Regions from separate parts of the Mus musculus genome. Here region 1 is linked to region 2. The links are chromatin contacts, called in public promoter capture Hi-C maps. All regions are on one chromosome and are shown on one strand. The core of a region is the stretch at or near the end of the contact, and the rest is flanking DNA. Distances in the headings are between cores, read along the strand shown. Region 1 holds the start of Stk31 (serine threonine kinase 31). Region 2 has its middle 22 kb from the start of Fam221a.

Region 1 (6,388 bases), core at 3,440-5,939, 51 kb before region 2:
CAACTCACAACTGTCTATAAATCCAGTTTCAGAGAATCCAATTCCCTCTTCTGAACTCCATGGACACCAGGTACGGAAGTTGTACACAGACATAAACACAAGCAAAACACACATGCATATAATTTTTAAAAATAAAAAGTTTGTGTGTAAGTATATAATTTACCATAAATTCTGCCGATATTTCTGTAGTTTTAAGAACTCTTAATCATAGTCTTCTATAGCTCTTTATATAACTTCTACTTTATACACTGTACACTTAACTTCATTATAAAGGAGTTTCCAAGCCATGGGAAGTGTAGTTAAATACAATTTCCTCTCCCTACCCCCATCATGTATAGTTTGCAGAATCAAAAATTCATCAGTAACAGTACATTATAGATTCACTTCTTAACATCTGAAACCCAAGAACTTTGGTGTTTAATACTGTTATGCTGTTTTGTTTTGTTGAGAAAACATCTGTGTAGACCTGGCTGTCCTTGGAGATCCACCTGCCTCTGCCTCCCAGATGCTGGGATAAAAGGGGTGTGCCATCACACCCTGCTTACTTTGTATTTAAAACTGAATATACTTTCCTGATTTGCAGTCTATCATTGAAATAAGACACACTTTATTAGTTCTCCAGATTTCAGAATTATATACTTATCTTACAATAAAATGCAGATCACTAAACAAACAAACAAACAAAACCTGGGTTTTCTTTGTCACCTGCCAGCGGCTAGAGTACAGAAGCTTTTCCTCTCCCTATCTTTACTCCCTTTACAATCTACTACCACCTGATATGCTAGAAACTTTCAAGAAGTTTCTTTGAAATGGTGTAAGTGTATCCAAAATGGTCCAATGTTTGACATATTATCTGAGCTTCCACACAACATAACTTCTAACAAAACAATGCTGTCCCAAACCCCAGCATGGAAAAGGGGAAGTGGGTACCCCTAGCAAAGAAGCTACTCAAAATTGATAGCTTCTGGGAAAGAGAAAATCAGTATTCCTTAATGGAGGGATCCTGGATACATCAATCACACTGTGGATCAGGCCTCAGGTTCAGTCAACACAAACTCAACACCATGGGTTTTCATTTTGTTTTAAGGAACATGAAGTTGTGTGGGTAGGGAGGTGGGTGAGGATTTAGGAGTTGGGAGTGGGAATAAAAGAATCAGAATATACTGTATGAAATGATAAAAGAATAAAAAATAAAAATGTAAAACAGAAGTATGCTAAAAGATTATTTTATAAAGATATGGTGTATTTAACTAATTAATAAGTTAAATGTAATTAATGTTGTTTTTAAAACTATACTGCCCCAAACCTCCATCAACAGAACTATTCACTTGTATACCAAGAAAGTCGGGAAAACACAAAATTCCTGCGTGTGACTTACAGGTAGGCCAACTTGGAAAGGTGCTACCTACAATTCCTTCAGTGTCAGCAGGGACTATGATCCCACATATGCTACACTGGTCCACGACAGGATCAAGAGCAAAACTTTATTTTGAGGGGAAGAAGGGTGTGAGGTGGCTATGTCCACAATACTTTGAATAAAATCCTCAAAGAACTAATAAAAATGAGGAAAGTATTGTGAATGTGTTAAAGGCACAAAAAGAGGACAGAACTTAGCTTTCTGACACACACAGGCCAGAAAGCTAAGATCTGCTTTTGTTGTTTTTTTGGATGTTAAGTAATTTTTTTAAAAAGTGTTTAGCCTAAATTTTCAGGAAACAATCTTACAAAGACCCCTAGGTGGAGCTATAGCTTTAAAAATACAACAGCATGTGGCTTTCTGACCCCATTGAACATGACTCTGAAGTTCCAATCTTGATAATTTTCTTGTTTAATTCAATTGTAAGCATTTTTTTCAACATAGGAAAACTGCATGTTGCAATCAACTGTCTTGTAATTATGTCTTGTGTTATATGATTTAATCAAGATTAGGTACTGGGAATGAAAACAAAAATCACATTTATTATTAGATTTTTATTTTTGTTGGAAAACACTTGAGTTGATAAGAGGAAGGTAGAAAAGAAAAAACAACCAATATTATATTTACCTGGGCCCAAAATGTTACTGCATCTTCTACATGACTTCCAACAACATCTTCAACTAAAATAAAATCACAATGCAAAACAAATTAGAAGTTAATCAGTATCATTTAGTTATTATACCCCCAAATAATATTTAATGCCAGTACCTTTATTGTAATGTGTATCTTCATCCATTTGGACAAGTCCTGGAAAACTAACAATTCAATACCTTGAATTAGGTTTTTATATCCATTAACAGTGAAAAAAATCTAAACCACATATGTTCAAAGTATTTGCCCTAAGATGGTTATCAAAACTCAAACTCTATACTAAAAACTTCCTGTTTTCTCATGACTGTTTCTTGTATTTGTTCTGAAAATATTATAGTTTTCAATGGCAAAACACATTATCTCTGTCCCTATCATTATCTTTAGCCAAATCTTTACAGATTTACAAGTAAGATAACTCAAACAGATTTTGATCACTTATATAAATCAATATTTTGAAACAACATGCAGTGTGTGTGTGTGTGTGTGTGTGTGTGTGTGTGTGTGTGTGTTGTATGTGTCTTGCCTGAATGCACATCTGTGTACATGCAATGCATGTTGAGGCCAGAAGGGGGACAAAAGTGGGCTTCAGATCCACTGGGACTAAAGTTACAGCCATGTAAACTGCTGTGTTGATGCTTCCAGAGAACTAAAGTTCAATGTTTAACAAAACTAAGCTGTCCCAAGTCCCAAATGCCAACATGGAGGAAAGGAATTGAACCCAGTCCTCTAGAAAATCAACAATGCTCTTAACTGCTGAGCCATCTCTCTAAACCCATATTAACAACAACAAAAACAAAAACAAAAACAAAAAAAAAAAACAACAAAAAAAAAAACCTCTCAAACAAGAAAATTCCACAATAAAATAAAAAAATAAATAAATAATAAAATGCCTGAGAGTGGCTAGCCTGGGAGTGGCTATTGGCTATTTTGTTTTTTAAAATGCCCTAGAATTAAAAACTGAAATATATCAAATTTGCCTATTACTTCAAAAATCATGTTTATTACATAAAAAAAGTACTTCAAAAGAAGTGTCTACTACTTTACGATTTGATTCTCAAAAATCCAGGAATCACTTTCTACTCATAAATTAAAATGATAAAATATGTAATCTACTTCACTGTTCAATTCCAACTGATTTTATTTCATTCTCAAAATAGGCGCACTCTCCACCCTCCAAAGCTGGGGGGTGTGGTTAGAGCATTGGTTTGTCCTTCAACTTTAAGGTAATTCTACACATTCCAATAAATAGGGGAAAAACAATTTTTCACAAAACTGCCCTTAAAACGTAGGGTACATGCCATGGTTTGAGACTCATTTTTTGAGAGCTTTTAGATCATCCAAGAACATCTAATCTACATCAAGGTTTCAAATGCTCTCAACTATGAAAAGAGTAATTAACTCATCACAGCAAATAATGGAGCTTATTTATAGGAATTTAAAACTTGCAAATTTTGTCTAGCTTAATTTTTTTTCAAATAACATCACTGAATCATCTTCAAATCTGGGATCCTTTAAAAAGTAGTTTTAAAATTCAGCTGTGGAGAAGCTGTTTTAAAAAAAAAAAATGGAAACAACAATATGAACTAAGCAGTACCCCGGAGCTCTTGTCTCTAGCTGCATATGTATCAAAAGATGGCCTAGTCGGCCATCACTGCAAAGAGAGGCCCATTGGACTTGCAAACTTTATATGCCCCAGTACAGGGGAACGCCAGGACCAAAAAGGGGGAGTGGGTGGGTAGGGGAGTGGGGGTGGGTGGGTATGGGGGACTTTTGGGATAGCATTGGAAATGTAAACGAGCTAAATACCTAATAAAAAATGGAAAAAAATTTTTTTTAAAAAATGGAGTCTTTTAGTGAGAAAGAATATTTCTCTGGAAAACACTATTGTTTGCTTGGTTGGTTGGTTGGTTCTTGGTTGTTTTCGGTTTTTTGAAGACAGGTTTCTCAGTAGCTGTCCTGAACTCTCTCTGTAGACCAGGCTGGCCTCAAACTCAAAGATCTGCCTGCCTCTGCCTCCCGAATGGAGTAGGATTAAGACATGTGTTACCACTGTCACGGGCACAGAAAAAATTAAAAGTTTACTTTGGAAATCCTGCCACTTGTTTTAAGAAACTGGTTTTCTAGCCTTATTTTAAATCGTTGTTAAAAGACTTGCCAAGGAACTGTAGTGACTTTAAGCAGAGGTGGAGGGCACGACGGCGAATTCAAATCTCGCCTTGAAATGGGCCAAGGTGAGGTAAAGATGCTGGCTTTCTGGGGGGCCTGGAAGGCTAAAACCACAGACGTCGCCAGAGGGGAAGAAAGTCGTCCACACAGTGGGTCTGCGGGCAGCTCACCGAGATTTGTCCACACAGTGGGTCTGCGGGCAGCTCACCAAGATTTGTCCACACAGTGGGTCTGCGGGCAGCTCACCGAGAAGCTGCGGCGCCTTCGAGCTCGCCGGAAGTAGGCCTCAGCCCAGACCTAAAACGCCAGCAGCGTGGACAAGAACACCCTGGGAGCGGCCCCTGTCGCCCTCGCCACCAAAGACTACCACTGACCTTACACTTTGCGCCACAGCCGTCCCAGCAAAGAGCCGCTGGCCCCACATACCAGGCGCTCCACCCTCAGCCCTCCAGCCCTCAGGCCAGCCCTTGGCGCCGCTTACCGCCGAGCTTCCACGCCTCAGGGCACGCACTGCGCCTGCGCATGCGCGAGGTGCTGCTGCGCTATAGCGGAGGGAGCGCAGCCCTGGTCACGTGGGTGGCCGGCCTCAAGGCCTCGAGCGCAGCCAGGCCGCCCACGGTCCACGCACGCGCTCCGCTCTGCTCCCGAAAGCAGCAGCCTGGCCCTGTGTGCAGTCAGTTTATAGGAGGGCGCCCCACACCCCGCCAGTGATGTAAGACCGTGACATGAAGTTGCGTGGGTCTTCCTAATTTGTACCTCGAGATTTAAACTTTTTTTTTTTTAAAAGCCAAAATTGGGACAAACTGGATATTCTTTTCCCAAAGAAAAGAATACCGTAATAAGTGACAATATCATTTTATAGATCAATAGCTTTACACATATTTCTCCCCAAACTTCGCATCCACATCAAACATTGCAGGGGACAGCAGGGATCGGTGGGGACTGGGATGGGATAGGGTTATAGGCAAGTTATTACACTTGGAGGAAACATTGCACAGCTAAAAACCATCTCTATCTAGTTCTTTTGTTTTGCAAAGGAATGAATTAAAACCAAGGCCTCACGAAAGATCACTACCAAGGAGCCCTCCATTTAATTTCTAAAGCTTAAAGTATAATTTGCATAGACTACAGATATTAAAGTGTAAAGTATTTTAATATTTTTATACATCACTGAAGTCATCCCCATAATAAAACATTTCCATCAACCTCAAAAGTTTCTTCATGTTGTTTACATTAACTGGCCCTCCTTATGTACCTTTCTGTTTCTTGTAACTGAACGTTAATTCTTTTTTTTTTTTTTTCTAAAACTGTTGACAGAATCACACATAAAGACCATTTTATTTGCCTTCTTTCAAATGGCATGGGTATCTTAAGATAATTCCACCTGTTTTCTTCTATATATCAACAGCTTGTAACTTCCCAGGTACTAGTCCACTGTGGATGCCTAACAGGTTTTCTACATTTCTGGGTAGAAGGGTTGTTTTGACTTTAGACTTCTCTCAAATAAAGCTGTTATGGCCTTCAATTCTTTCCGTGGACATACCCTTTCATTTCTTTTGGGCTAATGTCCCCTAGTGGATGGTTAAATGGTAGAAGAGTGTACAAGAAGTTGCCAGACTATTTAACAAAGAAGCTACTCTAATTTATATTACCACCATCAAAGTTTATATATTCTAGTTGCAAGGCTGAAGAAATGCCTCAGTAGTTAAAAGTAATGTCTGGTCTTCCAGAGGTCCTAGGTTTTGTTCCCAGAACCCACCCATTTGGCAGCTCACAAAGGTCTACTCCAGTTCCAGGGAATCCAACAGCCTCTCTGACTGCCTCAGGCACAAGTGTTGCACAGACATAAATGCAGGCAAAACTCTGATACATATTAAATAAAAATAAATCTTTAAAACCTAATAAAAATTAAAAAGTAATAACTGGTTGTTCCATAGCTTCACCATCACTTAATATGATCACTGTTTTTAATTTTAAATATTTTGTATATAGTGGAGGGACTTCCTTGAGGTTGTTTGCATTTATTTATCTACCAAATAAAAACATTGGGTATCTTTGTGTTGTTGTTGTTGTTGTTGTTGTATGTTTATTTTCTATTCGTCTTCATATATCTTCTTAGGTACTTAAGTATCTCTATTCAAACATTTTTAGATT
Region 2 (6,330 bases), core at 3,150-5,649:
CTTCCTCAAACCACCCCAGCTGGAGCCACAGGTAGTTACTACCTGGCTGTTTTAAGTGCTGAGAGCCAAACTCGGGTCCCTTGCAAACGCAGCAAGTGCTTCTTCCCAGACCCTACCCTAACTTTTATAAACACAACTATGCTCTCAGAGGGGCCTCATGGTCACTGCTTGGTCCTTTCAGTCCCTAAACAAAAAGAGAGTCTATGGGGGAACATTTCTCATTCAAACCACTACAAGTGTCAAAAGATTTTGGGACCATTTTTAAACAAGAAACGTATTCTTAATTACAAATAAAAACCTTAACTTGCAAGGACAAACAGAAACTTACGTTTTAGCTTCATACAGAAACCTTAACCTACACAGGACAAACAAGAACTTAATTCCTAACTGTCTTAACTGTAAAGAGAACCCTTAACCTGCAGGGTGTGTTATTCCTGTTTTAGTCTCACACCAGGTTGGACATCAGAGACAGATCTGAGAGCTCACATCAACTCAAACAGCAAACAGGAAGCACAGAGGGCAAATCAAGATGGTGGTAGTCTTTAGACTCACATTCTCCCTCCAGCAAAGTCACCACCTACGCCTCCCCGAACAGCACAGATTGAGTGTATTCAATGCCAAAGACCAGGGACATTTATCTTTTAAACCAGCACAGCTGGGGTCAGAGCTTAGTGGTAGAAGCAGATCGAAGGAGGGGAAGACTGGAGGGAGAGAGGAAAGAAATGAAGGAAAGAAAGGAAGAAATGGAAGTTTGGTTTCCGGACTCCAGGATGAGGGACTGAGGTGTGTATTTTACAAATCAAGCAGACCTGGCCTCCAGGTTCTCCCAGCATCCCTCAGTCCTTACCTGGCTTACTCTGCCCCCAACCAACCCTGAACTTTCTAGCCTAGAGGCTGGGCTGCCCATCGCCCAAGGGTATTCTCTTTTTCTTCCTTTCTTCTTCCTCTTCCTCCTTCTCCTCCTCCTTCTCCCCCCCTCCTCCTCCTTCTTTTTCCCTGTCTCCCTTTCTCTTCTCCTCCCCCCATCCCACTCCCACCACCACCACCCACACCCCTACCCCCAGTCCCCAAGGTGACTTCCCTGGCCTTGGTCCTTGGGGCCAGTGAACTCACCAGCCCAAGAGAAGCCTCCCAGTAAACCTGCCTTTAATATATTCTAATCTGGCTAGAATTGGCTCATTTCACCAGCAGAGAAATAGGCTATCAAATAATTTTTTCTCAGAGACCATTTGTTATTATTTTTTAAAAAGAGAGAAGGCAGGGGCTGGAGAGATGGCTCAGTGGTTAAGAGCACTGACTGCTCTTCCGAAGGTCCTGAGTTCAATTCCCAGCAACTACATGGTGGCTCACAACCTCATAATGAGATCTGACGCCCTCTTCTGGTGTGTCTGAAGTCAGCTACAGTGTACTTACATATGATAACAAATAAATCGAGAGACAAGAAAAGAAAGAAAGAAAGAAAGAAAGAAAGAAAGAAAGAAAGAAAGAAAGAAAGAAAGAAAGAAAGAGAGGACTTGTATGAGACATGGCCTCACACAAGCTAGGTACATACTCTACCACTGACAACATCACCAAGTTCAAATTTTAATATATCTATATAGGAACTCCATTTCTCCATTTGCCTCTGGTAGTTGGCTGAATAAGCAAGCCCAAACTCCCTGGAATCTGTGCATGTTTCAACAGACCACAAAAGAGACTTTGTGGCATACAAATCTGGGGAGATTGTCCCAATATCCAGAGGACACTGAGTGTAACTAGGAAGGCTTGCTGGGGAGGCAGGAAGAAGGCAGAGAACCCAACTGCATTGCTGGTTTAGGAACGGAAAGGAGGCCATGAGCCAGGAAACTCGAGGAATGGAGTCCTAAGGGGGTGGGGGCGGGGGCAGGGACGTGGGCCAGGGACCCATTCTTCCATGAGGAGCCTCCAGAGGGAGCAGGTCCTGCCAACACCTTGATCTCAGCCAAGATAACTGATTTCAGATTTCTGAATTACAGAACCATAAGGGAATAATTTTTTTTTCACCCATCAAATTTGTGATTTTTATGACAATCATAGAAAACCAACATACTACTCCCTGTTGCTGGTCTTTACTACTTTGCCGGTTCTTTTTTCCACCCTTTGTCTCCCCACTTTTATCCCCTATCACTGGATAGGAGAGAAAAAAGCATAGAGGGGGGGAGAGAGAAATTGGGATCCCTGGAATCTGATTTCTTTTTGTTTCTTTGAGCACATTACTATCAAAGCACAATTCTCACCTCCACCCCGCTGCCCCCTGAATGACCAACAACCCCAGCCCTGCCTATGGGGCCCTAGCATTTATATAGCCTCAGCTGAGAAAAGGCTTTCATCAGATTAACCTGTAGCCAAGTCTCTAGAGCATTGTTTTTAATTGGTTAGTGACTGATGTGGAAGGGCCCAGATCACTGAGGGTGGTGCTACCCCTGAGCTGATGGTCCTGGGTTCCATAAGAAAGCAGGCTGAGCAAGCTATGGGGAGCAAGCCAGTAAGCAGCTCTCCTCCATGGGCTCTGCTTCAGTTCCTGCCTCCGGACACCTGCTTGAATTCTCCCCCTGACTTCTATGAATGATGGATTGTTTTTGTTTATAAAGATCTATCTTACTCTGTGCATATGTGTGTATACCGCAAGCACACTGGTGCCCGGGGAATGGTAAACTCCATGTAGATGCTAGGTCGGGCCCTTTGTAAGAATAGTAAATGCTCTAACCCACTGAGCCAACTCTCAGCCATCAATGATTGTGATGCAGAAATAGAAGTCAAATAAACCCCTTTGGTCACTGTTTTATCACAGCAACAGAAAAGCAAACTATGACAGTAAAGAAAAAACATAGATAAGCACCAAAAAGAATTTTAAATGTTGATTTTTCTTTAAAAAAAATTGCAATATTTTTGTGGATGGGTGTCTTGCCTGTATGTATATCTGTGTAGCATGTGTATACAGAGCCCACAGAGGCCAGAAGAGGGCATTATGAAACTCCTGAAACGGGAGTTATGAACAGCTGTGAGCTGCCATGTGGGTGTTGGGAATCCATCCCAGGTCTTCTGGAAGAGCAGCTGGTGCTCTTAACTCTTGAACCATCTCTTCGGCCACGTAAAGAGTGGTTCTTTTGTTTGTTTTTGTTTTTCGAGACAGGGTTTCTCTGTATAGCCCTGGGTGTCCAGGCTGGCCTCGAACTCAGAAATCCACCTGCCTCTGCCTCCCAAGTGCTGGGATTAAAGGCATGCGTCACCACGCCTGGCTTAAAGAGTGGTTTTTATAGACGTTGCTAACCTACATGCAAAAGGAATATGAAGATATACTTGATCTACTAAGGCCTTAGTGCGGTCCTAAACTCCTTCTGAACAGATATTTAAAAGTACTGGTACTACTGATCAAATTTAAAAAGCAATAAACTTTTAAAAGCTTTACAGCTTAGCTCCCTTAAGTGTACTCTACTATTGAATTATTTATGCCAAACGTTATAAAATTGAATGTACTTAGCATATCTGGGTCCAGTTTCTAGCTAACCTCATACTCCCACCCTAAATAAAAACAAAACGACTTGAAAAAGCTATAAAATTACAAACTCCTTCTGAGACATTTAACCCTCCTCACTCGCTAACCCAGTATGCATCAGGCATTGTATAAATATCCCCATCTTCTCACTAGCCTCTGCTCATGCTGCTACTGCCTGCGGTCCTTTTGCTCTAGATAGGAGTCTGTTGGGCAGGCGGCTGACTTAGCGGCAGCAGGGAGCAGCAGCAGCAGCAGCAGGGAGCAGCAGTCTCTCTCCTAGGTAGTCGGTGTAACCTACTTAACCATGAAAGCCTAGGACTGTACAACTCTTAAATTCAGATTCCTTAAGCCAGTGGCAGTAGCCAATATTGTAACTCTTGGACGGGGGAATTTGAGACTCTTAGCCCTAAAGACTTGACAGTTCTCTGGAACTCTCTCAGCAAGCAAAGCCTGTGGTTCTCCCCTCTGGCTCTTCACAGCCATCCACCCCACTTTTTCTCAGATCTCCATGCTTCCGTGACTTCTACCATACCCCCTATCCTGCCGCACTGGCAGGATAATACTTAAGTCCCCGGACAATACTTAAGTCCCTAGGACTGCTCATCTGCCTGTTGCTACCATAGCTACTATCAAGCTTGCTGCTACTCAGGAGGCAGCTACTGCCACCGTTGGTCACTGCTCCTACGGCTGCCCCTGACCACAAGCCTTGCAGTTCCATCTCATTTTTGGTTATCCAGCGGCCACAGCTTGGCTTTGAGGGCTCCGAGGGCTTGGTGCCAGATGTCAGTGCTGCTCTTGTTTCTGATGCTTCCTTCATGTCACCAGTTCAACCCACAGTACCAAAATCCCACAAGAAAAGACATCTCTCACAGAAGTCTTTCACGGCGCTTAACGTTGCAAAACCAGGTGTCGCAGTTACCTTTCTTATTACTGTGCTTGAGGGAGAATGAGTGTCTTCTGACTCAGTGTTAGAGTACAGGTCACCATGCAATAGCAACAGGAGGCAGCTCGTCACGTAGTGTATGCAGTCAGGAAGTGGAGCGAAAGGAATGCTGGTGTCCAGCTTGGTTCTCCTTTTTATTCACCACAACTCCCCAGGCCATGGACTGGTGCCACACACGCTGATGGTTCTTACCCCAGTGTGCTCTGGAAGCACCCTCATAGATACATCCAGGGGTATGACTCCCAGGTGATTTTAAAGCCAGTCAAACTGACAATTGTGGTGGTTCAAATGTGGTGTCACCCATAAACTTCAGGCATTTGCCTATTTGGCTCCCACTTGGCTATTTGGGAAGAATTAAGAGATATGGCCTAACTTGCTGGAGGAAGTGTGCCTCTGGAGGTAGGCTTTGAGATGGCAAAAGAATCACGCCATATACAATAGCCTTTTGTACTTCCTACCTGTGGATCGATATGTGAGCTCTCAGCTACTGTACCAGCTACCGTGCCTACTGTGCTCCTTGCCAGGATGGACTCTTATCCCTCTAGAATCATAAATTCAAACAGACCCTTCCTTCAGCTGCCTTGGTCATGGTGTTTTATCACAGCAATAGAAACACTAGTAACTGAGACAGCAATGAAAGTAGCCAACACCCGGGGAAGGAAGATGTCTACCATCTGACTTACCCAGTTAGCTAAGCAGCAATTCTCACAGCAAATGAATCTTTGTGTTCATATCAGTAGCAGAAAACCTTGATGGCTTATATGTGCACCAATCACACAACAGTCCCTCTGTGGGACCCCTCTTGACCTATGTGGAAATGACTTCAGTCATCTACAGTTCAGTGAGGTTTATGATAACAAAATGTAACTCACACTGTCATCTGAGATGCTGGAGCCAAATTGAATACAGTACAATTTGACTAATATAAAATGGTAATCATTGTATAGTTCTTTCTCAGGTTATCAGTTTAGTGTTCAAAGGCCAGCACTGGTATACAGATAATCCAGCTGACGTTTGATTGACAATTCTTTTGTTTACAGCAGCCAGAGAGGCAATGGAGAGTTGTAGAGTCCCTGGAAAATACTTAAGGAATGATTCCTGGGGTTGTGCTGTGCTGTGCACACACATGAACATGCACACAAACATACGTAAACACAACACATATACATGGAGACACAGTACCGCACCATGGCCTCTGCATCAGCTCCTGCCTCCAGGTTACTACCCTGTTTGAGTTCTTGTCCTGACTTCCTTAGATAATGATCAGCAATATGGAAGTGTAAGCCAAATAAACCCTTTCCTCCCCAACTTGAATTTTGGTCATGATCTCAGCAAGAACCTGGAGGCAGAAGCTGATGCAGAGGCCATGGAGGGTGCTGCTTACTGGCTTCTCCATGGTTTGCTCAGCCTGCATTCTTATAGAACCCAGGACCACCAGCCTAGGGATGGCACCACACACGATGGGATGAGACCTCCCATCATTGATCAGTAATTAAGAAAATGCCTTACAGCCTGATCTCATGGAGGCATTTTCTCAAATGAGGCTCCATCCTTTCAGATAATTGTAACTTGTGTCAAGTTGATATAAATCTAGCCAGCACCAAGTGGAAATGGAAGACCAACAGAGAATATGGACAAAGACAATTGACTGACCGATGGGCTGATGTTAGAGACAAAACACACAGCAACATACGCAAAGTAAATCCTACCACTGAGCTACAGTGTCAGCCCAGAGGTCCCATTTATAACCTAAAAATGTCAATAGCAGTTATTTCTGGTGAGAAATTTTCCAGGTTTTCTTCTCATTTTGCAATGATTAGAAAAACTATATATATATATATATGTATATATATGTGTGTGTGTATGTATGTAT

What was found. Promoter capture Hi-C pulls out the DNA fragments that hold promoters and counts their contacts.
Region 1: a contact with region 2 is called in a promoter capture Hi-C map of trophoblast stem cells, with 2.4 times the contacts expected there. The contact joins the promoter of Stk31 here to the enhancer-like site in region 2. A contact is called at or near these places in 5 of 39 promoter capture datasets (liver, maxillary cranial neural crest, second pharyngeal arch cranial neural crest and 2 more), 1 of 115 datasets of contacts at active chromatin or transcription factors (embryonic stem cells) and 3 of 9 other capture datasets (adipose tissue, liver and pancreatic islet).

What each region holds. Positions count from the first base shown.
Region 1 is chr6:49,393,905-49,400,292 of GRCm38.p6, reverse strand. It overlaps Stk31 (serine threonine kinase 31), which reads right to left and starts at 4,689. Exons shown (of 24, transcript NM_029916.2): 1 at 4,609-4,689; 2 at 2,186-2,232; 3 at 2,045-2,097. The coding sequence starts at 4,658.
Region 2 is chr6:49,342,175-49,348,504 of GRCm38.p6, reverse strand. No RefSeq gene overlaps it. Among named protein-coding and RNA genes, the nearest start is that of Fam221a, 22 kb to the left of the region's middle. Within about 2 kb of position 4,399, at least 21 of the 459 cell types and tissues checked have an H3K27ac peak or open chromatin away from gene starts, as enhancers often do. A contact at or near this core is called in trophoblast stem cells, where this site is marked.